Regions from separate parts of the Triticum aestivum genome. Here region 1 is linked to region 2. A link is a contact called in public Hi-C data. All regions are on one chromosome and are shown on one strand. The core of a region is the stretch at or near the end of the contact, and the rest is flanking DNA. Distances in the headings are between cores, read along the strand shown.

The links. A called contact is a pair of places that touch in the nucleus more often than the background predicts.
Region 1: a Hi-C map of leaf shows a contact between it and region 2, with 3 times the contacts expected there. The contact joins the promoter of LOC543189 here to the promoter of LOC123111422 in region 2. A contact is called at or near these places in 2 of 5 Hi-C or Micro-C datasets (both in leaf) and 1 of 1 datasets of contacts at active chromatin or transcription factors (leaf).

Annotation. Positions count from the first base shown.
Region 1 is chr5B:285,349,861-285,352,949 of IWGSC CS RefSeq v2.1, forward strand. LOC543189 (fatty acid desaturase DES3) reads left to right here and starts at 1,516. Exons shown (of 8, transcript XM_044532217.1): 1 at 1,516-1,967; 2 at 2,103-2,192; 3 at 2,825-2,891. The coding sequence starts at 1,669.
Region 2 is chr5B:285,131,732-285,135,339 of IWGSC CS RefSeq v2.1, forward strand. LOC123111422 (monothiol glutaredoxin-S12, chloroplastic) reads left to right here and starts at 1,427. Exons shown (of 2, transcript XM_044532216.1): 1 at 1,427-1,858; 2 at 2,318-2,962. The coding sequence starts at 1,496. The coding sequence ends at 2,824.

The DNA.
Region 1 (3,089 bases), core at 266-2,765, 220 kb after region 2:
GAGAGTTGGATGGAGATAGGCCAAGATCCGATGAAAGGTGTCGGGCAAAAATGATCCATCTTTTGGATGACAGTTCACAAAACCTTTCATGAGCGAAGGAAGTTTGCCCCCTACCAATTTGCAAGCACCCGCGACATCAACTCAATCAAAAGAGATGGGGGTTCATTCAACAAGAGTGCAACAAGTATTGTGCCGCGGTTGAGTGTCGAAACCCGTCTCGTGAGTGGCCTAGGCGTTGGTGACTTGGTATGAACCTCTCGTTTTTCCATCTTGTGTCATTTCATCTTGGCATGCCATTTATGTTTCATGCATCTTGTGTCCTTCCATGTTACAATTGCGGTCACACCTTTGATTGTGTATGCATTTCAATCTTTGGAAGCCTTCAAGGCCCGGCACAAGAACAAGCCATTTACTCTCACGCATTGTTGGTCGCTCATCAAAGATTGCCCCAAGTTCAAAGACCAATATGCCGCTCGTAGGAAGAAAGGAGGAAAGGCGGCCGTGGCCGAGGAGGGAGACTTGATCAAGAGGCCGAGGGCAAGACCAGCTCAAAGGCCGACAAGAGGCGTGATGCGTCTTCCATGGCCTTGCAGGAAACTTTGGAATGCATGATGAGCCAAAAGGAAGTGAGAGAGGAGAGAAGGAGCAAGGGGAAGGATGAGCAAATGAAGATATACCTAGAACTCCAAACGAAGAAGCTTGAGATGGAGGAGGCCGCCAAGAGGAAGCTTGACATTGAGGAGGCCGCTCATCTGAAGAAGCTCGAGACCAAGGCCACCAATGCCGATCCCAAAGCAAAAGAGGTGGCACTCGCGATCATGAGCGTCGACAAGAACAACATGTCACCGGAGAGGAAGCTTGGTTCGCGAAGATGTTCGCCTGAGACGGCCTGAACTAGGTGAGACCTCGCTCGTGGACTATGGCCGTTCATTTTGAAGGCTGGCTGGTGTGCCGGCCGCTGGCTTTGTTGTCGGCGTGAAACTGGAGGGTGACCATTCTGTAGGCTGTTGGCTTTGCCGGCCGTCATGAACTGGTGTGAACTATGGCCGCAGCCATTTAGCTACATCTTTTGTTGCTTTTAAAAATTTGCATGCACGTGGATTAGATGCGACCGCGAATTGGGCGCACGCCCGATGCATCCACAAATTCGGCCACCCGCCGCCCTATTGTCACCCTCAAACGGACAAAATCTAAACGTCGCGGACGTGCGTTGGAGTTGCCCTTAAAACAGATTTAGGTGTAGAAAAATTTCAACTCACTTTATAGGCGAATCTTTAATTCATTCTCTCCGTGTATTATGGAGAAAGAAAAAGAGGAGGGCCCACTGGGCATGGTATGGACGGCAAGCAGGGTCGCACGATGGACGTGCACCGGCCAAACTCAATTGGTTTACAGGACTACTACTACGGTACACTACTAGGGCATACCAGCAAAAATTTAGCAGGAGCTCTTGCCCGTAGTTGCAAACCGGCAGGTAATTATAATCTCGGTTTATAAATAGCGGCCCACCCGCACCCCTCCTCCATTGAGACGAGACGAGAGGAGGAGAGGTGTATCTCTGCCCGGCCACCCAAGCCAAGCCCCTCCCGAATCTCTCTCTCCTCCCCTACCATTGCCTTGCCCCCCGCTCCCCCTCCCCCACGCACACGCACAGATCCATCCGCGGCCATGGCCCCCGCAATGAGGCCGGAGCAGGAGGCGAGCTGCAAGGCCACCGAGGACCACCGCTCCGAGTTCGACGCCGCCAAGCCGCCGCCCTTCCGCATCGGCGACGTCCGCGCCGCCGTGCCGGCCCACTGCTGGCGCAAGAGCCCCCTGCGCTCCCTCTCCTACGTCGCCCGCGACGTCGCCGTCGTGGCGGCGCTGGCCGCCGCCGCGTGGCGGGCCGACAGCTGGGCCCTCTGGCCGCTCTACTGGGCCGTCCAGGGCACCATGTTCTGGGCGCTCTTCGTCCTCGGACACGACTGGTGCGTTGTTGTTTCCTCTTTCTCGCTCCCGGCCTGCCCAGATCGATGCGTGCGGCGTGCCACATTTGGTGCTACCTAGTAGCACTGCTATCATACGCCTGTCTATCTGATACATCTACCTATCTACGCTTGCAGTGGTCACGGGAGCTTCTCGGACAGCGGCACGCTCAACAGCGTCGTCGGCCACCTGCTGCACACATTTATTCTCGTCCCGTACAATGGCTGGTAACAATTTTGTACATACATTTTACTAAGTAAACCAGGAGGGAGGTACTACTTGCAGGGCAAGATTATTACTCGTTCCGTCGCAAATGTGTAGTAGTACTATCGGTTTTCTAGTCTAGAAAAGCAATTTGCAATCCTTTGTTTTGTTGACAAATCTCCGAGAGGGAGAGAACCCGCGCCTGAATATGTTACTCGAAAGAAGTTGGAAAGGGCAACACAAACTTTGCTGTTGCGAAGTAGCAATTTCCCTTTTACTTACATGTACAAAGCACTATTGCCTGTGAGGCATGTCTGTTCCACCGCTGTTGACCCATGCAAGCGGCCGCAGAGAATTTCTCTTGGGAAAAACCCATCTTTCTTTAAAGGAAGGAAACACAAAAAAGTTTGATTGAATCACTGCCGACAACGGTTTGTTTACTAGGAGCTAGCGGTGCTGCACAGTCTTCAAGGTCCTTCCAACACCACACACCAATGCTGGAGTACTAGTAGTTCCATTATCATGCATGCATCTGAGTTTCTTTAGCAACAAATAATTAGTTTAGGAGGAGTAATTTATATGGAGTGGTACCAATCTGGCATTAATCAACCTTTTCTGAAGCCGATCTGAATCTGATTTTGCTATGTGTGTGCAGGAGGATCAGCCACAGAACGCACCATCAGAACCATGGCCACATCGAAAAGGACGAGTCATGGCACCCGGTTAGTACCACTACTGCACTCTACTACATGCACATATTTTTTTCCAGCATGTCTCCATCACTGCAATTCCCAAAGGACTTTGCGCACATAAAGAAAAAAAAGGAAGAAACTCAGAGCAGCTCGATGGATGGGCAGATATTTTTCTTGAGAACCCTCTACCTTGTATTTTATACTGACACTCGTTAGTAGTAAAAGTTT
Region 2 (3,608 bases), core at 177-2,676:
CATTTCTTTTCAACCACAATATTTTTAATACGTAAACATTTCTATTTTTACACATAATGATTTTCTATTAATTACAACATTATTAGAAAGTAAATGTAAAAGGAAAAAACATCACTTTTAGTGGACAACGCTAGTGCCCGGCCCATTAGGCTTTCCTTTAGGCAAAGCTCCTGGTATATCTGATGGCACAACGATATACCTGATGGTATATCTGATGGCACAACAAGTTCTCAAAAATGAATCTGATTTATTTAGCCAAAAAAATATCTGATGGCACAACGATACGTAAAGGAAAAGTTGCTTACAACAAGCCCAGCAAAAGCCGCATTTTTCCTTTTTTCTTTTCTTTTCACTTTCCTTTGTTATTTTGTACTATTCATTAATTTGAAAATACATTTTGCTTTTAAAAGATGATAAATTTTTGAAAAGGGATCTTGCATTTTTTAAATCATGTATTAAAAATATCAATGTATTTATCAAAAAATGGTTATATTTATTTTTAAACAGGGAAAAAGAAAGACATGAAGATATAGAAAAGAGAAAAATGAAAAGAAAAGGAAAAATCCTTTGAAGATTGGATATAAAACTGTCCGCCAAAAGGTTAAAGTAAAAAAGGCACACAAAATGTCCAAACATCGCCTCGACGATGTGCCCATAGAAAAGAGTTGGCTCGGGACAAAGAGTCCACCTATTTGAGGCTTTTTATGATGGTGCTTCAAATAGTTAGGATTTTTCTTGCGAGAAAATAGTCAGGATTGGGACCTCCTATTCCCCGTCTTCAACGCCGAGCTGTCGTTATAACAGGTTCAACGCTCACTCTACACCCTTTGACCACTATTTTTTTAGCGTGGCGCTCACTCATCTAAAAAACAGCTATTGGTGGCTTAGTAAAAAAATTATATTGAGAAAATGTTTTATAACAACTTACAAAATTGAAATAAAAGACTAAAAGTGTATTTCAAGAATGTTCATTGTGTATCTAAAAAATGTTTATCATGTGTTAAAGGTACAATGTATACTGAAAAACCGTCATTTTTCCTTCAAGAAGTGTTGTGTACACAGTAGAAAATCGAATGAAAATTTTAAAATAATGGCTAATTATAAGATGTTCTATACTTTTTATGAATCGGATGTTTATAGACGCGCTTTAGTGTGTTTGTTCACTCATTTTAGTCTGTATGTAATTCATATTGAAATATCCAAACATCTTATAATTGGTACGGAAGGGATATAATGACCTGAAAAAATAAAAGGGAAAATAAGACAAAAAATGAAAACCGGCGAATGAAGCTGGCCCAGAGTATTTACCGAGAAAAAAAATAACATTTTGCGTATAGGAGCAAGTAGTTCAATTTGTTGAAAAGTTGGGCTTTTCTCAACGATTAGGCCGTCGGCCGTGTGTCATCCAGCCCAGTTCGAGAAGAAGAACACGCGGCTGGACATCATCGTCTCCACACACCTCCACCTCACCTTTCTCCGGCTCAACCGCGCTACCATGACTTTCCCCATGGCCACCTCCACCGCCTCCACGGCCGCCGCCGCTTCCCTCCGCCTCCTCCCGGTGCCAGCCACCCCATCCTCCAGCACTCTCCGCTTCGCGCCCATCCTCCGCCGCGCGCCCCGCGCCCTCTTGTCCGTCTCCGCCCTCAGCAAGCTCTCCGAGGCGTCCCCCGTCCCCATCCCGCAGGAGCCCACCCAGACTTTGCCCGACGAGGACGCGCTTCCCCCTAGGCCCGGGGTCTACGGAGTCTTCGACCCCGCCGGGGACCTGCAGTTTCTCGGGATCTCGCGCAACGTCAGGGCCAGCGTCGAGGGGCACCGCAGAAAGGTGCCCGCTGACCTCTGCGCCTCCGTCAAGGTATACACAGTTACGCATCTCCCATTCAGTAGGATTTCATTTACATCATGGAACTGGATTGCGCAAAGGGTGTCCTGTAGTGTTTGATGATGAAGGCTTCTGAAGTGATCATGGTTTCTTCTCAACAAGTTTACCTTAAGGGTTGATTGCTATCCCACGGTCTTGCTATACACTTCTGCAAATGATTGCCCTGTCCCACGGTCTTGCTATACACACTTAATCACTAATGACTACGTATCAACTCCCAGTTATCTCTCTACACGTTTTGACATTGAGGGTGTGGCTAGGTCTCAGTCGACTGAGAAAAAGAAAAAACTGAAAAGAAAATTTTGCACGAATCTTAATGTAAGATCTCACAGATATAGCATCGACTGAGACTTTATTAAGTTTCAATCGACTGAGACTTAGCAAGACTGTTTGACATACTACTTGAGGATTTGATAACACTTATTTCTACAGGTTGCAATACCAGACGAGGAAACACCAGATAAAAGTGTCCTGACTAATGCCTGGAAATCATGGATGGAAGAATACATAGCAGCCACTGGCAAGGCGCCACCAGGGAATGTTGCCGGGAACCACACCTGGATCGGTCCTCCACAGAGACCTGCAGATTTGCGTTTGACTCCTGGTCGCCATGTTCAGCTAACTGTGCCACTTGAACAGTTGATTGATCGGTTAGTGAAGGAAAATAAAGTGGTTGCCTTCATCAAAGGATCAAGAAGTGCTCCCCAGTGTGGGTTCTCGCAAAGAGTGGTGGGGATCCTGGAGGCACATGGAGTGGATTTTGCATCCGTAGATATTCTTGATGAGGAGCACAACCATGGGTTGAGAGAGACCCTCAAGACCTACAGCAACTGGCCAACCTTCCCACAGGTTTTTGTTGGAGGAGAACTTGTGGGCGGATGTGATATTATTTCATCCATGGCTGAAAAGGGGGAGCTTGCTGCCCTATTTCAGAAATAGCACTCTCACCTTGGAGTTTAAGTAATGTTTTGTTTTATCAGGTGCAAAATGTGACCTTATCTCTTGTACTGTTGCAATAATGCTTAACTTATTGTAAGGCACAAAGTTCTTGGCTCAGAAACACGTTGATTCAATTTAGAAGAGGTGGCATTGTACTGTGAAACTTGCTGGTTGTTTTTGAGAGAGGGCTTAGCAAAGGTGGCTGTGTGTATTTTTGTGGTCGTTTCACATCTTGCACATGATACATTGTAGCTACATGAGAAAGTATGTGGTACATGAAGTGAGAAAATCGCTGGATTGAGTTCTAAGGTTCAACTCAGAAAAGTAAAATTATGATTGAAACTTGGAATATTTTTCTAGGTTCACTTCACAACTAGCTGATAACTGAGATGTTTCCTGTTGCCTCAGCACTTCCTTTATTTTTCTTCTTTCAAATTAGAAGAAAATAAAGCTATTTGCACTTCAAGTGTCAGTTGATTTATTGTCACTGTGCTCAAGAGTGTTCACAATGTTACCGAAGTGTTTGGATCTGTACAATGAGGAGTCAAGAGAGTAGTCTTTGTAGATTTCTGGAACAGATTGATTTTCTGTTAATGAACTTTACTATTGGAATAAGTAACAGAAGAGAAGCAGCAAGCTTTCCTGTACCATATGTTGGCTGGTTATCTGTATAACTCTACCAGAAGCAAATATAGCAGGTAAGCTCAACACTTGATGCAGATTATCTGAATATTAAAGAGAAGATATGTCAATCAATCTTTACTAGTTCAGGAAAGTTTCTACT